Linked DNA regions of Gossypium hirsutum: region 2 is linked to region 1. Evidence: chromatin contacts called from public Hi-C data. All regions are on one chromosome and are shown on one strand. Each heading gives the region's core, a stretch centred on a gene start, on an enhancer-like site or on the middle of the called end of the contact. The rest is flanking DNA. Distances are from core to core; before and after follow the strand shown.

Evidence for each region. A called contact is a pair of places that touch in the nucleus more often than the background predicts.
Region 2: a Hi-C map of leaf shows a contact between it and region 1, with 3 times the contacts expected there. The contact joins the promoter of LOC107900952 here to the promoter of LOC107900270 in region 1. A contact is called at or near these places in 2 of 34 Hi-C or Micro-C datasets (both in leaf).

The regions. Positions count from the first base shown.
Region 1 is chrD08:48,937,895-48,944,656 of Gossypium_hirsutum_v2.1, reverse strand. LOC107900270 (myb-related protein 308) reads right to left here and starts at 2,710. Exons shown (of 2, transcript XM_016825942.2): 1 at 2,425-2,710; 2 at 1,385-2,316. The coding sequence starts at 2,557. The coding sequence ends at 1,625. It also overlaps the pseudogene LOC121220349 and the pseudogene LOC121220350.
Region 2 is chrD08:49,146,720-49,153,481 of Gossypium_hirsutum_v2.1, reverse strand. LOC107900952 (probable alkaline/neutral invertase F) reads left to right here and starts at 4,172. Exons shown (of 5, transcript XR_005916764.1): 1 at 4,172-5,163; 2 at 6,030-6,476.

The DNA of each region.
Region 1 (6,762 bases), core at 1,461-3,960:
AAATAAGTTGAGGCATTTGGTTCTTGGAATCCCAGGTTCAATCTCCACCGCATGTAATTTAATTTATCATGTGTGGGTTGGATTATATTTCAATTCTTCATTTATTTATTTTTATTCTACTTTCTAATTACTTTGGCATATATTTATAATTATAATATTTTTACTTCTAATTTTGGAATATATTTTTTAAAAGGTTAATAAATTTTGATTATAAATCAGTTGAAAAAGAAAATTGTTCACTACAAGGGGAGATCATAGTTGGCTTACCAATGAAGTATACCATAGAAAAGTTGTAAATTTTAAATTTTAAATTTTATAACTGTTAATGTAATCTTTAAAAAGTAATTTCATAATTGATCTAAATTTTAGAATTGAAATTCTTAATAATGAGTATAATCCAGTTCTTAGGTTAACATGTTTCAACTGCCATGCTATTTCTATATTCTCATATACAATATGTATTGAGTTAGTGGGTCTTTATTGATACATCCTTAATGTATAAATTTATACATGAACGATAAATAATAAACCGACACCCTTAAAACCAATTTAAATAAATAAATTTTAGCAGAAAATACTAAATAATTCATTATAAGTGTACATATTTATATATCAACAGTATATTAAGTATAAACATCAAATTAATTTTACAATTCATTATTAACATTGGATTAAATTTTAAATATAAATGTCAAATTATGTAATATGGTTGGATGATTAGGGTTAGGCTTGCAACCATTCTCTTTTGAAATTGCCACTGCCATTGCTCTCGACTTCTCCTCAAATGGCTGATTTGATCTTCCCCCAGATTTGTTCTCGCCTACTCCACTGCACATGACCTCCTCTCATGTGGCTGATTCCAATAAAGGAAGTGGCCCAGCCGTAATCATGCGTGGATCCATCAATTTGTCCTTTTGAAGCTTTGAGGAACCTTTCTTGAAGCTGCAAAGGAAAGGCCAATCACAAATATATAACATCACTTTGGCTGCTCGGTCCTGTTTCTGTTTTCTTTTTCTCCTTCGGATCCGTACCCTCATTCTTCCGAGAAAGGAATCTAGATTCTTTTTTTTAGCGAATCTAGATGTTAATTAAAAAAAGAAAAAGAAGAAGGTAAGCACGTGAAATCTAAGATTCAACCAAGTCTTTTGAGAGAAAATTCCGTTTGACCTTCTAACGTAATTAATTAATAACAACGATATGCCACTTTTGTTTTTATTTCTATTTTGTTAATATATGCCATTACACCCTATACATCTATAGAATTTGAGATTTAGTCCTTATATTTTAAAAATTTAAAATTCAATCCCCTTATTTTTTCAATTTAAAAATTTTAGTCCAATCATTATAATAGTTGATATTTTCTGTTAAAATTTTTCAATTTAATGTAGTTATTTTCCGTCAATCATATGACACGTCACATGAAGACAACTTAATCAACATGTCAAATTGATAAATTTTGGTAAAAAGTACTTAAAATTTTAATGATGTGACTAGAATTTTCAAATCAAAATAGTTTGAAAATTTTTAAATATATTAATTAAATCTTAAATTTTTTAAAATTACCGACATTAACAGGATATTTTAATATATGCATGCATACATACATGCATATTTTTTTTCCCAATCAGATGAGCAACGATTCAGCGAAAGCATCCAACTGCAGTTGATCTTCGTTTGCCTTCAAAAGCTGAAGATACTCTTCGTAAAGCTTCTCTAGAGAATTATCACCTTCACTTGATGGCACACGAGGGTGGCACCCCGACTCTGAAAGAAACCCGGTCCCGTTTTCACCATGGCTTACATATTCTGACCAAGGGCCTTGTATAACCTGGGTACCTATACCCTCTTCTCCTTGGCTCGAACACACTGTGCTAAACGTATTGCATTGGTCGAAGCTGTCGTTTCTTGGAAAATAAATTGAAGTTGCCTTACTGGGTTTTGGGAGATGGACTTTTGGTATCACTGCAGGCTCAAGTGTTGTCTTTGCTTTCTTCGGATTCTGCTTGTTATTGCTGCCTCTGCTGTTCTTTCTCTTGCTCACTTGTTGAACTACTGGCTTTGGTAGCTTCTTGTGGGTATTGGGGTCGATTCCTTGGCTTAGAAGTCTTTTGCTCAGATAGGTGTTCCAGTAGTTTTTAATCTCGTTATCGGTTCGACCAGGGAGCCTCCCGACAATGAGAGACCAACGATTGCCGAGAAGAGAATGTAATCTGATGATGAGATCGTCTTCATCTGTGGATATATTCCCTCTTTTAATATCTGGTCTTAGATAGTTCATCCATCTCAGCCTGCAACTCTTTCCACACCTGAGTAGCCCTGCAAGTTTCACAGATTTGGCAAGAAAAATGGAATCATTTTAGTTTCAAACCAAGTACTAGTGCCTGCCTTGTGGATTTGTAAGTTAAAATTGAGGAATTTAGCTACCAGCTTTCTTAGGAAGTGATCTCCAGTGACCTTCACCATGAGTTTGAACGTAGTTGATAAGCAATGTGTCTTCTCTCGGAGTCCATGGACCTCGATGCAACCCAACTTTTGTACAACAAGGAGCCCTTCCCATCTCTCTCTCTTTCCCTTTGTTTATAGGAAACTCGACGAGTCAGCTCACTCACTCTCTCTTTCTCAAATACTTAACAAGCATTGAAACACTTGAGAGACATGAGAGAAGGGAAACAAGGAAGCAAGATAGAGATAGGGATGCTCCAAGGACCACGAGTCCCAAAATATTTGGCTTATCCCTTTTAAAACCGTTAAAAATTATGAATGTGGATTATTTACATCAAACGTCTCCAACCATGACTCAACTTTTAAATTATTCTCTAAACTTTGAAATATTTTTATTTAGTACTAAAGTATCAGTATCAATTTTCTTTTCTATAACAATTTTATTGAATGAGAAAATAAAAGAGTTACAAGCAACACCTTAATTAGAAAATAAATCCCCAAAAGCAACAGCTTGGACAATGAAATATGCCACATGGAACTCCTAAACTTTCCCAAAAACTTTGCCAACTAAATAGCCAATGACTTGGCCTCCCAATACTCGTGTCAGAAAAACCAACTACTCCTACCCTTCAAATAGGTTTCACCACCTCTTCATAGGTGTTCAATAGTCTCCTATGTCAAAGAAAAATATGTAGTACCTATTATCAACTTCAACATTCCTTTCAGGGTATCCAATTCAAATTTTAAGAAATTTATTTTCTTTCAATAAGCGAATTTGAAAAAATTTAAGGTATAATAACTATAAAAATAAGGGTTTCTTTTAATAAAATTTGTGAAAAATGTCGCCTAATCCGTAGGAGGGGACGAATTATCGTAATTTGTTTTAACCCGGGACATAAATAAAGACAAGGATAATCTTTCTATTCTAAAAAGAACTCCTGAAAGAAAAGAAACTAATTTTAAAGAAAGCGATAAACAAATAAAAATAGATCTATTTTGACATGAAATGGATATATCTATATATCTCTGACTTATCTTTATGAAATGATAAAATATGGCAAAACCTATACCAAAAGTTGGTTCACGTAGGAATGGGCGCAGTAGTGCACGGATAAGTGCACGTAGAATACTAAAAGGAGTTATTCATGTTCAAGCAAGTTTCAACAATACCATTGTTACTGTTACAGATGTACGAGGTCGGGTAATCTCTTGGTCCTCTATCGGCACTTGTGGATTCAAGGGTACAAGAAAGAGTGCCCCTTTTGCTGCTCAAACCGCAACAGGAAATGTTATTCAAGCAATAGTAGAACAAGGTATGCAACAAGCAGAAGTTATGGTAAAGGGTCCTAGTCTCGAAAGAGATGCAGCATTACGACCTATCATAGAAGTGGTATACTGTTAAGCTTCCTACGGGATGTAACCCCTATGTCACATAATGGCTGTAGACCCCCTAAAAAAGACATGTATAGAAATAAACACTAAAGAGATTTCAAGAAAAATAAATGATTCAATGGTCTAATCAAATAAAATAATATTACTATGGTTTGAGAGAAAGTAAAAGTCTCTACTTCGACTCAGACACGACATTGGAAGTGTGTTGAATCAAGAATAGATAGTAAGCGTCTTTATTATGGATGATTTATTTTGTCTCCACTTATGAAAGGCCAAGCCAACACAATAGGCATTGCGATGCGAAGAGCTTTGCTTGGAGAACTAGAAGGAACATGCATTACATGTGCAAATCTAAGAAAATACCACATGAATATTCTACCATAGTAGGTATTCAAGAATCAATCCATGAAATTTTAATGAACTTGAAAGAAATTGTATTGAAAGGGAATTTGTATGAAACTTGTAATTCCTTTATTTGTGCCAAGGGTCCCGGATATGTAACTGTTCAAGACATCATCTTACCACCTTCTATGGAAATTGTTGATAATACACAGCATGTAGCCAGCCTAACCGAACCAATTGATTTGTGTATTGGATTACAAATCAAGAGAAATAGAGGATACGGTATAAAAATGCCAAAGAACTTTCACAATGGAAGTTATCCTATAGATGTTGTATTCATGCCTGTTCGAAATGCGAATCATAGTATTCATTGTTATGGGAATGATAATGAAAAACATGAGATGCTTTTTTCTAGAAATATGGACAAATGGAAGTTTAACTCCAAAAGAAGCATTTCATGAAGCCTTTCACAATTTGATTGATTGATTGATTGATTCTTTTTCTACATGCGGAAGAAGAAAACTTACATTTAGAAAACAATCAACACAATGTTACTTTACCTTTTTTTCCGTTTCATGATAGATTAGTTAAACTAGTAAAAAATAAAAATGAAATAGCATTGAAATATATTTTTATTGACCAATCAAAATTGCCTCCCACGATCTATAATTGTCTCAAAAAGTCCAATATACATACATTATTGGACCTTTTGAATAATAGTCGAGAAGACCTTATAAAAATTGAACACTTTCACATAGAAGATGTAAAACAAATATTGGGCATTCTAGAAAAGAAGTAGAAAAAGCATTTTGAAATTGATCTATCAAAATTTTTAATCCAATGGATTTTGAACCTTCAGCACAATCCATAGATTCGGACCAGAATTGAATAAATGTATCTAGGGAGAATTCACTTTGACTTTGAAGTGACTACTCCCTAGATATGCACATCATGATATTTTTTTAATTGATTCAATTTAAAAAAGACCTAAAGTTAGGAATTTATCAATTGGTAATGCTACTCCAATACCCAACCAAAGGGCCACTACAGTACCAATCAAAAAACGGTTGTCACTACTGAACGATGAAATAGATTTTGGAATTTATTAACATTTTCCAAAAATGGTACTATTAGTAATCCCGCGAGTACTGAAACCATTAAAAGAACACCCAATAACTTGTTAGGTATTGTACGAAGTATTTGAAATACCGAAAAAAATATCATTCAGATAATATTTCGAAGGGAGTTGCAAATGGATCCGAGGGTTCACCAATCATTGAAGGTTCTAGAACCGCTAAGCCCATATTACAAGCAATAGTACCGAGAATTACTAATGGAAAAATATATAAAAGATCATTGGGCCATGCGAGTTCCCCATAATTTAATATTTATAACCCATACCTTTAGCTAATTTAGCTCTTAATGTAGGATAGGTGAGTCTAGATCCATCCCCCAAAGGAATCGGACATGATAATTTTTCATCATTTGGCTCAAGCAAAAGTCAATTGAATCAAATGGATACAAACGGACACCTATAAAATAACTTTATATTCAGTATGTTTAAAATAAATCTATATGTTATCCCCACATATATGAATGGTTCCATAAGTAAGAAAAAAGTTACCTGATTCTATTTTATGGAGTTGCAATTATACATTCCAAGGAATTTCATTTTTATAGGTAAATGCTCAATACCCAAGTAGGCGTACAAAGTTGATCGTGATCAAGTGCTTTATGGGTCGTCTTAGGCCTTGTGATTCACCTTTATCCCAAAAATATATCGAGATCTTTTACATACAAAGGACTTATTTGTTACTAATATAGTCTTGCCTTTGCTCTTCTTTAGATCCCTTGCTTCACTCCGGTAGTATAATTAAACCAGATCAATGCAGAAGAAATGAATGCATTTTCTTACTATTATGATAAGAAAGTAAAAAAAAAACTAAAATCTAATTTGGATGATGCCAAATCACTTATTCTATTGGATCTTACGGAGCTCTATTTATACACAACATTGTCAGGTCTGATCATAGAAAAGATTCTCTTCAAGCAAACCAGCCTATACTTTGTATGGGGCTTACACGGTGGTTGAAATAAAGACACATTTGGTTGTGAATTCCAATGAAGCAGATACTAAAATTAAAAGTGATCTAATTTATTTAAAATTTATTGAGTTTCAACTGTTAAATAAAGTATGGGACAAATACTCCAGTAACTAATTTTTAATTGATGATGGACTGATTAGAAATTAAGGTTATTGTACAAAAGTTATATATTAAAATCATGGTCTCCAATTACCAATAGCTAACTTTTTTAACATCCTCTTAAGAAAAAAAAAAGAGTTATCATCTCTAAAATACTTGTGTGTTAATTTGGAATATTAAAACCGTAAAGACTAGAAGGTTTCAAGATAGCGATGGATTCAAGTATACTTCTACATCTAGTTTTGTTCTTGATGATCTAACATGGCAAATCTTAGTTTACGGTTTTAAGTTTTATATCAGAGTTTTACGATTCCAAGAAGTGGCATTCGAGCCATGTCATGTTAAATCATTGAGAATAAATTAATTTTCTTTAATTTTTGAA
Region 2 (6,762 bases), core at 2,923-5,422, 210 kb before region 1:
TCAATCAAATATAATTCAAGATTCTTTAAACCTTTCTCTTGATTTATTCTTTATGCATATCTTATTTGTCAAGATTATTGTTTTCATGAGATCCATGAGGAACTAATCCTCTTATAGGGAATTAGCGAGTGGAGCTGTGATTAACTTATTACTATGTAGGGTTTTCATAACGGATCAGCTATTTGGGAGAGGAAAAACTTAAACCCTAGGCTTGGCGACCTTAGGAAGTCATTTAGGTGGGAATTAACCCAAAATTGGTATGACCTATCCGTGAACACCTTATCCTCAAACCAGTTTGGACTGTGAGGTCGAAAGATAAGTAGTTCTTACCAACTCATTAATTTAGTGGAAGAATGAGAGATCCTACTAGGTTAATGAGAATTTGATTGAATAGAAACCCGAAATTGAAATTAGTTATGACCACCAAAGCAAGCTAATCATCCATAACTAAGATTTGATACAGTTTATAAGTCAGTTTTCCAAAAGTTTCTTTATTAATGCTATTTCAGTTATGAAATTATAAAAAAACCAAATATCTCTCATTTATGTTTTATCATACTATGATTTATTTAAAATATTAATTAGATCTATTTGTGTTTAGGCTAATATTAATTTAGTATTCGTCTCCCTTGAGTACGATCCTCAGAGTACTTACCTACTTCATTGTAACTATCTTACAACTTGACTCGTATGCTTGCAGACACCTCTTTAGTCTATATATTTTGTGTAGTATTCTGATTTTAGACGTTAGTATATCCAGAGGCGGCCTCCCTACCAAAGGACACATAATCCCTTTTCATGTATCGCGATCTGTCAGTTCAATGCTCATTTCATTTAAGGCATCGCCATGATTTCATTTTCATAGCTCAGTTCATATTGTTCATTCCAAAAATAATGGGTGATAGCTTAAACATGAAGAAAGACCCTTATTCCATTCACACAAACAACTAACCACAAACTTTTATTACTCATACACAAACATATCATCTCATGGGATAAGAGTGTTTACCTCAATCTAACATAAACAAGAACATAATACACACACATGGAAGCAAGAAGGAACTCAACAGAACAATGCAGCAAGGTCAGACAACAGGACTCTTACCCTTATCATGAGAGTTTTCAGGAGTTTCTTGAGCTATAATACAAAGAGTTAACTTATCAAAAAAAAAAGAGGAAGGAATAAAAAAAAATTCTACTAAATTTGTGAGGCGGCCTTTCTTTCGAAAACGTAAGAAATCAAAGTATCTTGGTCCTTTCTTATGAGTTGATCCCGAAGGAAATTGATTAGAAAATTTCTGGTAATCATTTTACAAGGAAAACTAAGCAAGTTTAATATGAATATTAACAGGAAACCAAAATCTGAAAGTTTCCTTTATTACAACTCAAACTGACCCTAAAGCATAAAACCTTAAAGCCTTGTAAATAACCATGAAAATAACTTGAGTTTCATTGATATTTACCAAGTACCAAACAATGGTGGAGTTGGCTGAGTACAACGAACCCAAGTCTTCAAACAAATCTTAAGTTTAGAGTTTTCCGAAAGAAAAATTACAGAGAAAGCTTGGAAAGAAATTATGGTTGCCAAATAAAGCATAAAACTTGCTTAATAAGCCAAAGTTTGCTTTATACAGATATACACGAAAGGAAAAACTTAGTGAATAGGTTTGAATTCCCTCCAAACCCCTCGTTCATTGTGACTAAGCACTTCTCTTTCTTCATAAATACGGGTCTGATAGATTACAGAAACTTAGTCTTATACTAACCAAATTCTCATTAGTTTAACCAGATTGTTCAACAAGGATAATAAAATAATAATAAAGTGTACGATTCTTTAAAAATAAGATATTAACACCAAGGGCTTAACATTTTGTCTAACAGCTAGGTGGCGTATACTCTTCAAAAAAGTCTACCAAACCACCAAGCTCACCTGATGTAGATTTCACCCAAAGACGCACTCAAAGAATTCTTATTCTTAGTCGAATTTAATACCTACTTAATTTGAACTTAGTTTTTCATTACAAAAAAAATATTTCATAACTTTATATGCCTCACTTCTATAAAAAGTATTCGAACACTAAGGGGTCGCCAGGCTAATGTTATAGGCCGGGTCGCCATACCTGTCAACAACCTGGCTGGGTCGTCACACCCGTCATCCTTGTATTTATTGGTTGAGTCGTCATACTCGTCAACAACCTACTCAAGTCACCATACTTGTCAACAACTTGGTCGGGTTGCCACACCCGTCATCATTTTGAAAACACTTATTCAATATTACTCAATAAAAACTAAAGCCAAAAGCTACATTCGCTGTCATTATTTATAACAATGAATAATTCTCCTCTTCACATTTTAACGGACATTATGCATGTCTTGCACAATGGATAATATACATTTCTTACGTTTTATATTACAAACGAGAATGTATTTTAAACATATAGCCCACATTCTTTACATTCATATTTTAACAGAAAATATTCATTACTTACATTTTATATCACCAATGAACGATTTACATTTCTTCCATTTTATATCATCAGTGGACGATCTACACCTCTTGCATTTTATATCATCAATGAACGATTTTGCACCGCTTAAGTTTTATATCACCAACGGATAGTACGTATTTCTTACGCCAATGAATAATATGCATTTATTAAATTTTGTATTACCAACGAACAGTTTGTACCCTACATTTTATATTGTTACACCAATGAATAATATGCATTTCTTACGCCAACATACGGATGGCTTGAACCTATTCTATTTTACATGTACAATTATGGCATCCACAATATACATATGCCATGTCTCCATCGAATAAATTTAATCCCTCTATATTGACAATTGCACCGCTCGGGTATATTTTATGCATTTTCAGATTGCCGGGCCAATGAGCATACCACCCATTAAATCAAAAAGAAAACTTAAACGAACCAACCATGAATAGAAACACCATCTGCCAATGCATTATTAAGGGTACAAATGAATTTCAATAGCCTCACAAGACACCATATATTCCCAAGTCGTAGGGCCAATAATTGTATCCTCCATAAAAGTACAAGACAATTTTTGGGTACGTTCCCTATAACTTACCACCCATTTTTTTTACAACAACTACTACCTACAGGGGTGGCCTACAAATAGTCTCGAGGCATGGTCACTTTCTAACCTATCTCTCGACTAGGAGGGGGACTATTGTTATATCCCCCAATTTGGACCTGGTTGGACCCTCCATTAGGCCCTTACCCCTCCTATAAGTACCCCAAGATACCACTTAGTAAAGGGATTCCTCTCCACTCAAAACCCTAATTCACTAAGCAATAATCCTGACTCTCTCTACCTGTCCAACTTTTGACCTTAAAATGGGTGAACTGACCTCTTTCGATTCTATCCCTCATTTTTATCAATTTCCATTCATACCATGCATTAATAGACACATGAAGAGCTATTTTATAACTTCTATAGAGATGAGGTTCCAGTCAAATCTGTGATGCACAAGTGTGTAGTGCACTTCGTTTCCAGACATAAGCAACATTCAAACTGTAAACAACATCTAAGGTGACTAAGGGTGAGTTTGGATGGGCGATTGGGTGCGGTGCGGTGCGTTTAGCTTACTTTTTCTCTCACGCTACAGTATCGCTACAGTATCTAATCTCACCTCCACCGCTGTTTTTACACTAACCGCAGGTCAACGCACCGCCCATCCAAACCCACCCTAAAGTTCATGGGTTTCAAATTTTATTTTATTCTTTTTTTATAAAATTTTAATTATTTTCTACAATTTTAGGAATTTTTAAATGCAATTTTATAAAATCTTATACTTTCATCGAAAAATAATTTTTTAATAAATTTATTTTTTAAAATTTTTATCTGTTTTAATTTTTTAGAAAATGGAAGAGTTTATGGGTTTGTTTGTGTTCCCTTTGGCGCCCAAAGCCAACGGCCTCCAAGGTCCCACGATAACTCCTCTCGCCACCAAAAACTGAAAGAAGTTCACAAACAATTTTGTTAATCTCTAAAACGCCCGTACATTATGAACTTCCAACTTGTCACCCAGGGCACGAAATGACGAGGGGCAATTTCGTAGATAAACTAAGTATTGAGACCTATTCTAAAACAACTTCCACACTTTAAAATTTTTTTTCCAGCCTCCAAAACGAACCACAATTCGGTACCCAATCGCTCACGCCCTTTAGGCTTCCATCTCTGATCCATTTTTGCATTATTTTCTTTGTCCGTATCTCACTATTCTCTCCAGCAGTTTCAGTTTCTACGAAACGAAGAGGAAGACCTGAGAAAGGTATATTGTGCAATTGTGCTGCTGATATTTGATTCTCTTCTTTAAGAATGTCAACTTTGAGAGCTCCGTGTGATCTTTTAGAAGATGTAAAGGAAGCAGAGGCGGTTCCTGCGCTTTATTTTACTCTTTCAGTCGGAGATAGTGAGAAAGGACTTGGAGATTCATCGGAAAAAGAGGTGAAATCGGCTGACTTTTTTATCGTTCTTAAACACGAAGGAGAGTGCACCGTGACGCCTATCGAAGAACAACCTTCGGAGACTACCACGGAGAAAGGAGCTGACGACGCGAGTGAGAAATCTTTTGATTTTATCATGTTTGAGAAGTCTAAAATTACCGAGAAATCCCTGTGTTCACAAAATGAAGAGGAAGAAGCTCTTGAATCTCCTGAGGAAGCTTCGCAAACTGAAAATGTAAAATGGACGGATAATGGAAAGACTTCTCTAGAATCAAACCAGCGAGAGAGTCCAAAAATATCAACAGAAATATTTCAAGACACAATCGGAAAAGAAGAGTCATCCAAATTGGAGGAAGAAAATGAATCGACTGACAAACTTGATAAGCCGATGAAGACGTTGAGAGTGCAGAGCAACGAGAACATATCCAAATCCAATAATGCAAACGTGGCGCAGATGTCACTGAAGCCGTCTCCTAGCGTAGGTTCGAGTCTCGAGAACTTGGAACTCGACAGTTTATTGCCTGCGGTCAGATCCGTCGATAGTCCTCTAGGGAGTACAGAAAACGGTGCGATGTTGGAAGAAGCGTGGGAGGGACTACAAAAATCTTACGTATATTACAAAGGCAAGCCAGTCGGTACGCTCGCTGCTATGGATCCTATCGCCGAGGCTTTGAATTACAATCAGGTATATTATGTTTAATTCTTTGTCTTCATTTTTGTTTTCTTTTGATTTTTCAAATCCTGATATCTCCCTTGTTTTGTTATATTATCATTTTCTTTTGTTTGGCTATTTTGCAATGAAGCTTCATTTGTCTTAGGTGTTTTCTCAACGGTCTTTCTTTAGCCTTCAAATCCATGCTTGTTAGAATCCATTTTATCTTCAGAATTTTGCTTACTGCTATTCGCTTTCGCTATAGCATTTTGAGGCATTTTCTGTTTTTGTGAATGGTGTTAAGGAGATTCCTGTTTTACATGCATGATAATCATCTATATCTATTTCTTACGCTTATTTTCCATCCATGATAATCATCTATATCTATATCTAATTCTTCGTCTTATTCTTTTACTTATATAACTTCGGTTCCTGTTATTTGATTTGCTATGAAAGTTCTTGTGCCTTTTAGTTCTGTGATCTTTTCGTCTTCACCTGGCAAATATGTGGTCTAATGTACACTTCTTGACTTGCCCTTCATATATCTGCACATTTCGTGGTAATGCCGGAGGAACTAATTAATTATTATATTATATTGTGAGTGGCATAAGTCGTTACGTCTTCAATTTTTATTTTAAAACAAACGAGGACGAGAGTTTTCCATACAGGTGAAGATTAACGATCTTTGTAGATGCCTTTGAGAGGAATTACCGTACGTCATTGTTACATAGCCACAGACTAAAAACATGCATGATTGCTTGATCAAATTCATAGTGCTGCTGTTTTTCTGAGTTTGATAGCTAGCCCATAATGTTATGATTTCAATGAAGTTAAAAGCCTTATTGCAGGGGTGCCCTATTGAACTCAGTCAATATTCTTGGCCCATTCTTATATTGCAGGTTTTCATAAGAGACTTCGTTCCCAGTGGCTTAGCCTGTCTAATGAGACCTGCCAATGCTGGTGGCGAGCCAGAGATAGTAAAGAACTTTCTGTTAAAGACTCTCCACCTTCAAGGTTGGGAGAAAAGAATTGACAATTTTACACTTGGGGAAGGTGTCATGCCTGCAAGTTTTAAAGTTCTTTACGATTCGCATAGGCAGAAGGAAACCTTGGTTGCAGATTTCGGTGGTAGTGCAATAGGAAGAGTTGCACCTGTTGACTCTGGGTTCTGGTGGATCATATTGCTAAGGTCGTATATCAAATGCACGCATGATTATACGCTTTCAGAACTACCTGAGGTGCAGAGAGGAATGAAGCTGATACTTAACCTTTGCCTTTCAGATGGTTTTGACACTTTTCCTACACTTCTGTGTGCAGATGGGTGTAGCATGATTGATAGGAGGATGGTGAGTCTTCTAGTTATTATAGAAGTTTCCTTCAACTTTATATAGAAGTACTTGTTTGAAAACAAGATCGGGAATTAGACTGGTTATTGTCACAACTGCTCCAAGTGTTAAGCGTATTTGCCAATCTAAGCCACTTCGAATCTTCTTCTATTTTCGTTGTTCAAGTACCCTTAGATCCTGTGATCAGTCTCTGCATGATTTTGTTCTGGTCCTAGTCTAGTATCGGACGACAAAATGGCTTTCCCCCTAAATTCTTGCTTGTTTTTGTGAATGAGTAATGTAATGT